Linked DNA regions of Mus musculus: region 2 is linked to region 1. A link is a contact called in public promoter capture Hi-C data. All regions are on one chromosome and are shown on one strand. Each heading gives the region's core, a stretch centred on a gene start, on an enhancer-like site or on the middle of the called end of the contact. The rest is flanking DNA. Distances are from core to core; before and after follow the strand shown.

Region 1 (5,593 bases), core at 2,025-4,524:
AGTGGATGCTCACAGTCAGCTATTGGATGGATCACAGGGCCTCCAATGGAGGAGCTAGAGAAAGTACCCAAGGAACTAAAGGGATCTGCAACCCTATAGGTGGAACAACATTATGAACTAACCAGTACCCCAGAGCTCTGGACTCTAGCTGCATATGTATCAAAAGATGGCCTAGTCGGCCATCACTGGAAAGAGAGGCCCATCGGACACACAAACTTTATATGCCCCAGTACAGGGGAACGCCAGGGCCAAAAAAATGGGAATGAGTGGGTAGGGAAGTGGGAAGGAGGGTATGGGGGACTTTTGGGATAGCATTGGAAATGTAATTGAGAAAAATACGTAATAAAAAAATATTTTTAAAAAAAGTGAAAAAAAAAGTTTGATTTTATTTGAGAAGCCATAGACAGACAACTCTTACTTGTAAGAAATAGGCTCATTCTCTCTCTCTCTCTTTCTCTCTCTCTGTATGTGTATATGTGTGTGTGTGTGTATGTGTGTGTGTATGTATGTGTGTGTATGTGTGTGTATGTATGTTTGTGGGTGTGTATGTGTGTGTATGTATGTGTGTGTATGTGTGTGTGTATGTGTGTGTATTTATGTGTGTGTATGTGTGTATATGTGTGTGTATGTGTGTGTATGTTGTGTATGTGTATGTGTGTGTATGTGTGTGTGTATGTGTATGTATGTGTGTGTGTGTGTGTGTGTGTGTGTGTGTGTGTGTGTGTATACATCAAAGGACAGCTTCAGGTGTCTTTCCTCAGGTGTCTTCCACCTTGTGATTGAGACCAATCTTCCACTTGTGACCAGTCTTTCATTGGCCTGGAACTTCTCTGCATAGGCATGACTACCTGATCAGCTAGCTCCAAGGACCCACCTGTCTCTGCCTCCCACAAGTGTGGGTCACCAATCTTGGCTTCTTAACGTGGCTTATGGGGATCAAACCCAGGCACTCATGCTTGTGAGTTGAGCACTTTGCTGTAGGATTCATCTCCTCAGGCACCAGATACCTACCATTTATGTTAGTAGGCCAAAGGTAAGGTCCAAGGAGGTAGCTTTCCTACAACCCCACACCAAGTGTGGTAGTAGAGACCTGTAGTCCTATATTCCTCAAGGCTGATGTAGAAGATTAATCCCAGAACAAAAGTAAACCCTTGTTCTTGTGGTTTTCTCTAGTGAATTCCTTCCCATTTCATCTTTCATTATTTAACTTCTGTTCTTTAACAGTGGGGCAACAGTGCAGGTAGACAGACAGTGAGTTCTATTGAAGAAGAAAATAACTACAAATCAAAGCAACAGAAAAAAGAATAGGAAGTGGAAATGGCTATGGTAGTGGAGTATGTACCCAAAAAGCATAGGAACTCTGGGTTTGAACCCCAGCACCAAGTGCTATTTCCATTAGAAGACATCATTATCAATCGCTAATCCTATTGATAACCAGAGCTGAGCATCTAAAAAGGAGAATAGCATCTTCAATTTTAAAAAAGAATGAAAAATATACCCTAAAACCTGAAGATGAATGATTTCTTATTGTTAGCCAGGGTATGCTTTCTCCCCAAGGCAGAGCTCTATAGAAGACCCGGGAAGTTTCACTCTTGTGGAAAACTCCCTTGGCCCTGTATTAGTTCTGACTTCACATTTGCACAGACTTGTGGAGTCCTGTATTGTCCCTCGTGTCAGTTGGCTAATTATGTGTGAGTGTGCTTTGATTAATCTACCTATATCTGTCTGCCTGCCTCTATCTATCTATCTATCTATCTATCTATCTATCTTCTGTCAGTCTGTCTAGTATCTATCTATCTGTCTGTCTGCCTGTCTTTTTACCTATCTCTTACTTTTCTCATCCAGGAGAACAGGCTTCATGATGTAGCTGATTCTAGAAAACAATCTCCCACAAAGCAGGCATGGGCTAAAGATCCATTTATCCGATGCTGTGTCCCTCTGTCTGTGTCTACCTAAGGCTGGTGGTTGTTGGTGCAACTTCAGCTAGTGAGAATTTTGTTTCCAGTTAACAGATGAGGATTATGTTTCATGGAGGAACACCTGGGGCCTTCCAGGCTTACTGGTGAGGTTGGTCTAAGTCACAGGGGTGAGGGGTGGGGGTGGGTAACAGGGTTTGTTTGATTTTAGGGTTGTTTTTGCTCATATCTTTTTTCTTTTGTTTTATCTTTTAAGACAGGTTGTTACTATGTAGTCCAGGTTAATCTAGAACTCATCACTTAGCCCAGGCTGATCTAGAACTCATTACTTAGCCCAGTCTGGCCTAGAACCCTCAATTATATTCTTACATGAGCCTCCTGGGTAATGTTTGTGATTTTGGAGATGAGCTGGAGGAGAGTAGATAGAAATAAGGATTTATATGTGCACATGAAAATATCACAAATGACCCAGTTACTCTACATGTTAATCCCAAATGACAAAATAAATTTAGTTTTCTAGACATAAAAATAAGGAGGGAGTCTAGTATTCATGTACGAAAGGCTTTTTATAAATGTAGAAGTATTCCCTCTGGCTACATACTCTGTTGTGTCTAAAAACTAAACCGGATCCTTCTATGCCTTGGTCCAGTGATGCTCTGTCTCCTGCCAATCTCCATGCCAAGAGATTGAGTAAAGCGGTCCAGTTCACCGGTCTAAGCAGGTTCTAAAATGCAAGCCCAGCCCTGAAGCCCAACTTCTTTCAGCCTCTAAGCCTGGCTTAGCTTTGAGGCACCCCAGTCCAAATGGCATGGATTTGAAAAGCTCTGCCATTTATAGCTGAGTGGCTTTAAGCAACCCTTTTCAAACCTAGGTTTCCTCGTCTATAAATGGAAGTGACCATGCCTAACCCATAGTGAGCCTGTGAGGCTCAGTAGGAGAAATTGGGGACCAGGTGTCCATACACCAAGTGTATTATCTGCCTGATTTAGATCAAAGCAGAACATTGGAAATTGCAGTGCCCATGGGTCAGAGGACGCCCACACTAGTTCCTGCTGTCACTGAACTATAAATTAAGCTAAGTACCACCACATCTCTCTTCATGCTCAGGGCCGCCAGGGATGAAGGGTTCGCTGAAGGTGGCCCATAGCACTTGTTTGTACTCTCTTTTCTGTTCCTTGGGGGTTTGCTGAGCGGTTTCCTTAGAACATCACTAGACCCAGCGCGGGCGCTCAGCGCGGATCTCCCACACTGTCGGAGTGGGCGCGGCCCCCTCCCGCCCTGGGTTCCCCGCACGACCACGCAGCCCCGCCCCAAGCCGCCGCCTCCCGTCCTCGGAGGGGCCAGCCCGGGCCCACCCGCCCGCTGCGGTGGGCGGCAGTCACGACTAGAGGCGCGCGATCTCCAGTGAGGTGGCTGCGGGCGCTGCGCGGGGCGGGGCGGAGGCCGGGGAGGTGGGCAGGACCTGGTCAGGCGAGGCCCCAGGGCACACGCCGCCGCCTGGCGCGATGGACATCCCGGGGACCCGGCGGCACTGAGCGATCAAGCACGAGCCTGCGGTTCCCCCAGAAGCCCAACACAGTTCCCGCGGCCGGCCACGATGATTCCTCCAAGTGGCGCCCGCGAGGACAGCGGAGACGGACTGACCGGGGAGGCAACGGGCACAGAGCAGCCGCCCTCTCCTGCGTCCACCAGCAGCCTGGAATCCAAGGTACAGCGCGCCTACACTGGGGAAACACAGAGTCCCTTTCCCTCTGACACCTTTCCTCTGGGGTCCGGGTGCCAGAAGAGATGGGACTCATCCCTAGAGAACTGGGATCCACTGGACCCGTTGCTTCTCATGCTGAGACAGCTGCGCGGACCCAAACCTTTGCAGAGCTTCTGCCTTAGGAGCCCAAGCACTTTACCCTAACCCTGGTGCCCAGATGGCTTCCTTAAGTGGGAGAAGGAGTTTGGATGATGCATGCCCTGAACATACTCGTGCCCACAGCCAGAGTGGGTATGGGTAGCTCCTGGGGGCAGAAAGACCGACACAGCCTAAGGGTACTCTTTTGCATAGCTTTAGCACCCAGCCCACAAAGTGTACCTCATCCTGGGGCTCAGGGATCCTTCACTTACCAGGGTGCCTCCCTAGCTTAAGATACCAAGAGTTTAAAGAAATATATTAAACGAACATAAGTAACTGGTCTGCAAGAAAGTTAGCATTCCCCTTGTAAAAGTTGCTACTCTGTAGAACTTAACACTTGTCTTTTTAAGAGTCACACTAACACATATACACAAACGCAACCCCGCAGCACGTCTCCTGTCACATTTATACTTCCTTTGAAGCTGGCGTGGGTGCCAGGCACATGTTTGGAAAAGTTGGAAGAGAACCAAGCAAAGCGTGGCTGCTTAACAGCACAGAGCCAAATGGCAACCGTGCCAGGAGAGTAAAATTCATAAGATGGAGTTGCTGTTAGCTTCGTAGATTCCTTTACGTGCAAGGCTCCTGGATGTGCAGAGGTCTCTATGGGTACCCGGGGCATTGCAGGGATGTCAGCGCTCCCAATACCACAAAGGGATCCATGTTTAGGGGGCCATCAGCTCAAGGAAAAGTGAGACCCTGTGGTTACACCGTACAGACTTGGACGGCATCGTAGCTCAAGAGGCGCTGGCGTAGGGCAGAATGCTGGCACTGTATGCTTTCGGTGTCAATAGTTAACCACCAGAGACGGTGGTGGTCTAAGACCTAAAGCTTTGGCCCCTCCAATTTAACTCTTGGCTATCTCATCTGGGCACTAGTGGCAACTTCTCTGACATCCAATTGAAAAGGCAGACAAGACCATTTGAGGAATAGATGAGACTGCCTAACTCTACCCTGCTAGCTCGACAGACTTGTCCCTTTGCTGTGAGAGCTAGGGAAGTGGGATCCACCACACTACATAGGCTTCTAGAGCAGGCTCCCTGCCCACATCCGAAACACCTCTTTTCTACCTGGAACCTGATGCAATTCATTCCACTATCCCTCCTAGAGAGTCAGAGCGCCAGCTGCCATTTCAGAGGGGATCTGGAGTTCTGTAGGTAGTGTAAGCGCAGAAGTGAAAGACTTTGTTCTTTTAAACTTTGCATTGGGTCTACCATCCTGCATCCTGCGGTAGGTATGCTCTGCAAAGGTCTTAGCCTTTGGGTAAAACAGCAGCCTGATTGAAACACACAGCATGGGCTTGCTATTTATAGATGTCCTCATGTAAATCATTTGGCAAAGCAAAAACCTTCTATGTAATGCCCGTAATTACCCACCAATTTATCCAGCTTACCATTCAGATCTGTAGACGTCCACTTTTCTCAGTCATCTACCTGCCTGATATGTGTCTCTGCGTCCATCAGTTTGCCACTGTGGCTTAGGCGTCCTAGCCAATGGAGATGAGTTCTACCAAGGGCCTCCTGGACCCTCTGGTACTAGACACAGAACAGCCTGCATGGGTGTGATTTTGTTTTTCTTGAAGTCGTATTTAGAGCTGGATTGAGGAGTTCATACCCTCAAAAGAGGCTGGCCTGCTGCTATGGAAGAGAGCTGGTGATGGGTAGATGGCTTGGGATAGGAGCTGGCGAGACCATCATTGTGCGTAGTGAACTGCACGGGCCTTTAAGAGGCTCTGTTCCATTAGAGAGGAACAAGCCTGCTGAGAAAATGTCAGCGG
Region 2 (5,593 bases), core at 1,471-3,970, 1.8 Mb before region 1:
TCTCACACTGAATGAGGAGCACCAGTTTCCGTCCCATCTCTTTCTGCTTCCTGACGTGAGTGCATGTGATCTTGTTCCCTTGAACCGTGAGCCAAAGAAGGCCCTTCCTTCCTGAGGTTGCTTTGCCACAGCAGTGGGAGAGGAGTTAGAGTCGTGTGGGAAGCATAAGGTTCACATGAATGCCATGGTTCCAGTTAGCCACCCTCAGCATCAAGAAACCCAGGGGAGTCAATGAAGCCTCAAGTGGGTATCATGGGCAAGGCAAAGGCTGGTTGTGGCTCAGGGACTCAGCCACAGTGGCCACTCTTGTCCCTTTGTTCGGTAGCCATAGATAGTTTGCTTTTGTCTGTGTGTAGGGGAGATTTAACCTGTATACGTGAGAATTTGACATCTACTGCTCTTTCCTCATGTCCCTTCTAACCAATGGAAGGCCCCATTCAAGTGTCATCCTGCTCTATCCCATCACAGATAAACCAGGCACAGGGACCCCAATGAGTAGACGTTTTCTGCTGGAGGCTTTCATCTCTTTCTCATAAACAATGCTGATCTTATAGGGTTTTTTGTTTGTTTGTTTTTTTTGCTTTTGTTTTTGTTTTGCCTCGAAGTGGTACATATCTGTGTCTATTACTGTTAATAGATTACAGTAGTAATGGGGTCCCTAACTCTCACTTCAAAAATATACAACCCATAGGGCATTTTGTAAGGTTATACTTTCCCAAGATGGCTACAGAGGCACTTTCCACCTCATGTGGACATTACTGTGATGTTGCCATTCCATTCCCAAGGTTATAGTTTGGTCTCTCCACTGACCTGTGTTCCCACATGAACCCACAGGGTTGGCAAAGCCACACCAACATGTCTGAGATTATACCCTTTTGCCAGCTTGGCAATCTCTACATTTTATGTTGTGGAGCTAGTGGCCATGTAAGGCGTGCGATTGTTGTGAGGCCACGGGATGCTATGTCACGTATAATGGAAGAGAGGCCAAGGAGCAAAAAGCCCATCGGATACTGATGGAGAAGGCGTCATGGAAGAAGGTTTTCCAGCCTTGGATTTCTGAGTGCTCAGCGGAATCCCTCAGCGCATGAGACTTTTATAATGGAATTGCAAAGGAAAGAAGAGAGGCCCATTGGACACGCAAACTTTGTATGCCCCAGTACAGGGGAACGCCAGGGCCAAAAAGGGGGAGTGGGTGGGTAGGGGAGTGGGGGTGGGTGGGTATGGGGGACTTTTGGTATAGCATTGGAAATGTAAATGAGCTAAATACCTAATAAAAAATGGAAAAAAAAAAGAAGTGGTTCAGATGCCTGGTTTGGAAGTGATATAGGCTATTAGCAATAGAAAACGAAAGCTCTCTGTTTCTCTTGCAGATGTGTGTGTCTGTCCCCATGGCCTTGCTGACTCCAGGGAACTGAGCAATGCACGGGTGTCTCCTATCCAGGTGCCTGTCAACACCACCTTCACATAACACTTTGAACCCAAGCTTTCTCAAGCTGTCACAGAGCCTGACAGGTGTGGTGAGGCTGTAATAAGTCAATTTAACCCAGAGACTGCTAGGCTCTGCCTTGTCCTTAGTGAGTCCTCAGGACTAAGTTGGGAATAGAAGCAACTTTACCTTATGTGGAATCCTGCTGATCAACCCCTCCTCCCTGGGGAGTATTTAGAATATAGGAATATTTTCCCTCTAGTAGCGGAGACAGAAGTGCTACACCGTGGAGTTAGATCCCTAGACCTTAAAACATTGGAGATAAGATCTGCTAAGCCCTCCAGGCTGGCTTTAACGTATGGTCAGCCTCCTGAATGGCTGGAATTATGGGTCTGGCTGAGTGCACATTTGAATTTGAGTTTGGTGTAGTCTGAGATCTGCTTGCAGTGGTGGATGGAAAGGGAGTGCCCGGGGCTTTAACGTGTACAGCTCATGCGACTAAGAACTTACTGCGCGTCCTAGGCCTTTCTGCAGAATTCATGGCAATAATTCGTTTTCTTTTCTCTGCATAGCCCGGGCTGGCTTCAAACTCATGATTCTCCTTCCAGTTACTTTGTCAGTGGTGAGACTGAAGGTCTGCACTGACACACATACACGCACATACACACACACACACACACACACACACACACACGCACACACACAGAGGCACACGCACACACACGACAGTCAGTGAACAGCTTCAGGTGATTTTTCTTAGGTGCAGTCCACATTTTCTGAGGAAGCATGTCACTGTGGCCCAGAACTTGCCCAGCAGGCCAGGGTACCGAGGTCTGTGGATCTGTTTAGCTCCGCCTTCCCAGCATGGGGAATTAAAGACACAAGGGTATGAAACCCATTTTGTTCTTTTTTTTTTTTTTTTTTTTTTTGTGATGTGGGTTTTGAGGGTTGGATTTACATCCCTGCGCTTTCAAGGTAAACACTTTGCCACCAGAACCATTTCCCAGACTTCTCTCTTTTAACATTAGTCTTTAATCCACTTCATTGGACAAGCGAGGAGGCAGAGGTCCAGACCGCGCGCCTGGCTGGTCCTACAACACGAACAGAGCAATAGCAAGTCTGGTTTCTAAGGGCAGAAGGATTTGAGGCAGTGACAGACATGCTCATCCTAAGGAAACATGGAGGACACATAATTTTAATCCGAAAGTGTAGCAAAGAGCTGGCCCCTGGACTCCGTGTGAACGCCGCAAACCCTGGCTGTCGGCTCACCCCATTCAGCTGAGCAGTTTTTGGCAAACATCGGCACATCACATCATCCCCCTCCCCATCTCCACTCGGAGGTTCTTCCGTTTCCAGCACATATGTTCCTCTGTTCTGGAGTTTTTCCTGACAGAAGCAGCAGGTTTTTGACAAACAACTTTAATATTCTTTGCTTCTGTGTGGCTGGCTCTAATAATCCTGAAAGCCTACAAGGTCACGAGGAAGATTAAATCTGAGACATCGGAGGCAGATTTTGACACATCATTATTTAAATCCTGAGCTGCTCTAGGGCTCCTGTCCCCAAGAGCCCTGATTCACTGTCCAAATGAACACCCCAAATTCTACGAGGTTGCTGAGCACGGATTCTGGAGTCCTGACGGGAAATGCCGGCTCTGCTTGGCGTGACAAGGCCCTCGCTTTCTGTCCCGGAAGAGTTATTGCCTGTGGGGAGAATGAGGGTTTCAGGAAATCTGGGTCCTCTCCCATCTCTTGCTGTGGACTTTAGGATTTCATCCAATCTTCACAAATCCTCCATGATTTCTACTTACGAAGTTATTTATATCATTTTGTTTTTTAAAGACATATTTATATTTATTTTTTATTTTTGCGCGCGCGCGCATGTGCGCGCGCGCACACACACACACACACACACACACACACACACATGTATGCTTGCTGTAGCTGTATGGGTCCTTGAATAAACCAGAAGAGGGCGTCAGATCTCCTGGAGCTAGAGTTAGAGGTGGTTTAATGCTTACAACATGCGTGCAGGGAAAAAACCCCTCAGGACCCTTGTAAGAGCAGCTTCTGAGCCATCTCTGCAGCCTATTCTGCTTTATTTTAATTGAGATATATGTTTTTTAAAAATAAAAATGTACATATTTTGAACAGTTTGATAAAAACTTAAATGTATGGTCCAAGTGGGCATAACCCCAATTGAGAGAGGGGCACTTTCACCATTCCAGAGGATACTTGCTCTTCCTAGGATTGTAAGGGCATGCCTACTACATTGCCTGGGCTGATTTTTTTTTCTTTTGAGACAGATATCACTATGTAGCTCTGGCTGTCCACAACTCACTCTGTTGACCAGGCTGGCCTCTACTTCACAGAGATCAGCCTGGCTCTACCTCCTGAGTGCTGGAATTAAAGGCATTGCCACCATACCCAGGTCTTCCTTCCTTCCTTCCTTCCTTCCTTCCTTCCTTCCTTCCTTCCTTCCTCTTTCCCTCCTCCCCTCCCTCCTTCCTTCCTTTCCTCCTTCCCTCCCTCCTCCTCTCCCTCCTCCCTCCCTCCCTCCCTCCCCTCCCTCTCACCCTCCTTCCTTCCTTCCTTCCTCTTTCCCTCCCTCCCTCCCTCCTCCCCTCCCTCCTCCCTCCCTCCCTCCCTCCCTCCTTCCCCTCCCTCTCACCCTCCTTCCTTCCTTCCACATGGGTCCTGGCAATAGAACTCAGCTCTTTCTGCTTTCAAGGAAAGTGCTATGAACTGCGATCTCTAGGTCCACTCTACCACTTAAAACCTCCCTGTCTTATCCTCCAGGATTGCCGTGCTATGTCCCAAGCTCCCGATGTACTTACGCGATACATTTGAATCACATCCAAACCCTAGCACAGGGGAGACATTTGTTCCCCTTTGGTATGACACTTCTTTATATAAAACCTGATAGAGGGATGAAGGGAGGGAGAGAGGAAGAGAGAAAGACACACACACACACACACACACACAGAGAGAGAGAGAGACAGACAGACAGACAGACAGACAGACAGACAGTCAGACACACAGGCACACAGATACACAGACACACAGACAGACAGAAACACACAAAAAGAGAGTACAGGCTGGACCCCAATAGCCTTTTCATGGGTACCCATCTACTCACTTAACTTCATTACACTAAACCACACCCCTTAAAGTTTCTATCACCGACCCCCTCTCCCCTGAGCCTCAGGCTGTCAATAAAGACTTAAAAATGGGTCCTTGGTGGAAAATTCCAGACCAGAGCACAGGTTAGAACTGCCAGGCATTACTTCATTAATCAAATCAAATGAGTAATCATCTTGGTTGTGGCTGATTTTGGAAAATCATTTTAAAATAGAGGGCTTGTCACAGCATCACAGTGCACCCATGTCACACCATCACTCACAGTGCACCCAGGTCATAGCATCACTCACAGTGCACCCATGTCACAGCATCACTCACAGTGCACCCATGTCACACCATCACAGTGCACCCATGTCACAGCATCACTCACAGTGCACCCATGTCACACCATCACAGTGCACCCATGTCACAGCATCACTCACAGTGCACCCATGTCACACCATCACAGTGCACCCATGTCACAGCATCACAGTGCATCCATGTCACAGCATCACTCACAGTGCACCCAGGTCACAGCATCACAGTGCACCCATTTGGCATCAGGGAGCAGAGGTGGTGCAGCTTCTGCAATCATGGCAATGAGATAGCTGAAGGATATGGTGATAGCCAAATCTGTGGCCATGGCAACAGAGCCTCTCACAGTCCATAGTGAAGGGAGAAAGGGGAGAGCGACTGGATCCTCAGTTACAATTCCAGCTCCCTCCTTCCTTGTAGCTGCATTGGATTGCAGGAGGAGCTAGAATGTGCAGGGGATGAAAGGTTACCTGAAGACAATGCTCTGTGATACAGTGTCCAAGAGGTCGTGGTCCATGATAGGGTGGGGCTTGGTAGTAAGAGCTGTTTCCAATTGCCCTCTGTGTTGGTTTTGTTTTTATTGCTTTGATAAAGATGGTGACCAAAACCAACGACTTGGAGAGGAAATTGTTCCTGAAGGCAGAACCTACCTAAAGCAGAAACCATGGAGGGGTGCTGCTTTCTGGCTTGCTCCCAAAGGCTCGCTCAGCCTGCTTGCTTTTACCTCCAGGGACC

The links. Promoter capture Hi-C pulls out the DNA fragments that hold promoters and counts their contacts.
Region 2: a contact with region 1 is called in a promoter capture Hi-C map of hippocampal neurons, with 6 times the contacts expected there. The contact joins the enhancer-like site here to the promoter of Stac in region 1. A contact is called at or near these places in 4 of 39 promoter capture datasets (cranial neural crest, hippocampal neurons, liver and 1 more) and 1 of 9 other capture datasets (liver).

What each region holds. Positions count from the first base shown.
Region 1 is chr9:111,688,029-111,693,621 of GRCm38.p6, reverse strand. It overlaps Stac (src homology three (SH3) and cysteine rich domain), which reads left to right and starts at 3,274. Exons shown (of 11, transcript NM_016853.3): 1 at 3,274-3,624. The coding sequence starts at 3,514.
Region 2 is chr9:113,512,483-113,518,075 of GRCm38.p6, reverse strand. All of the region lies in intron 2 of AU023762 (expressed sequence AU023762), which reads left to right. Among named protein-coding and RNA genes, the nearest start is that of Gm36540, 47 kb to the right of the region's middle. Within about 2 kb of position 2,720, at least 11 of the 459 cell types and tissues checked have an H3K27ac peak or open chromatin away from gene starts, as enhancers often do. A contact at or near this core is called in hippocampal neurons, where this site is marked.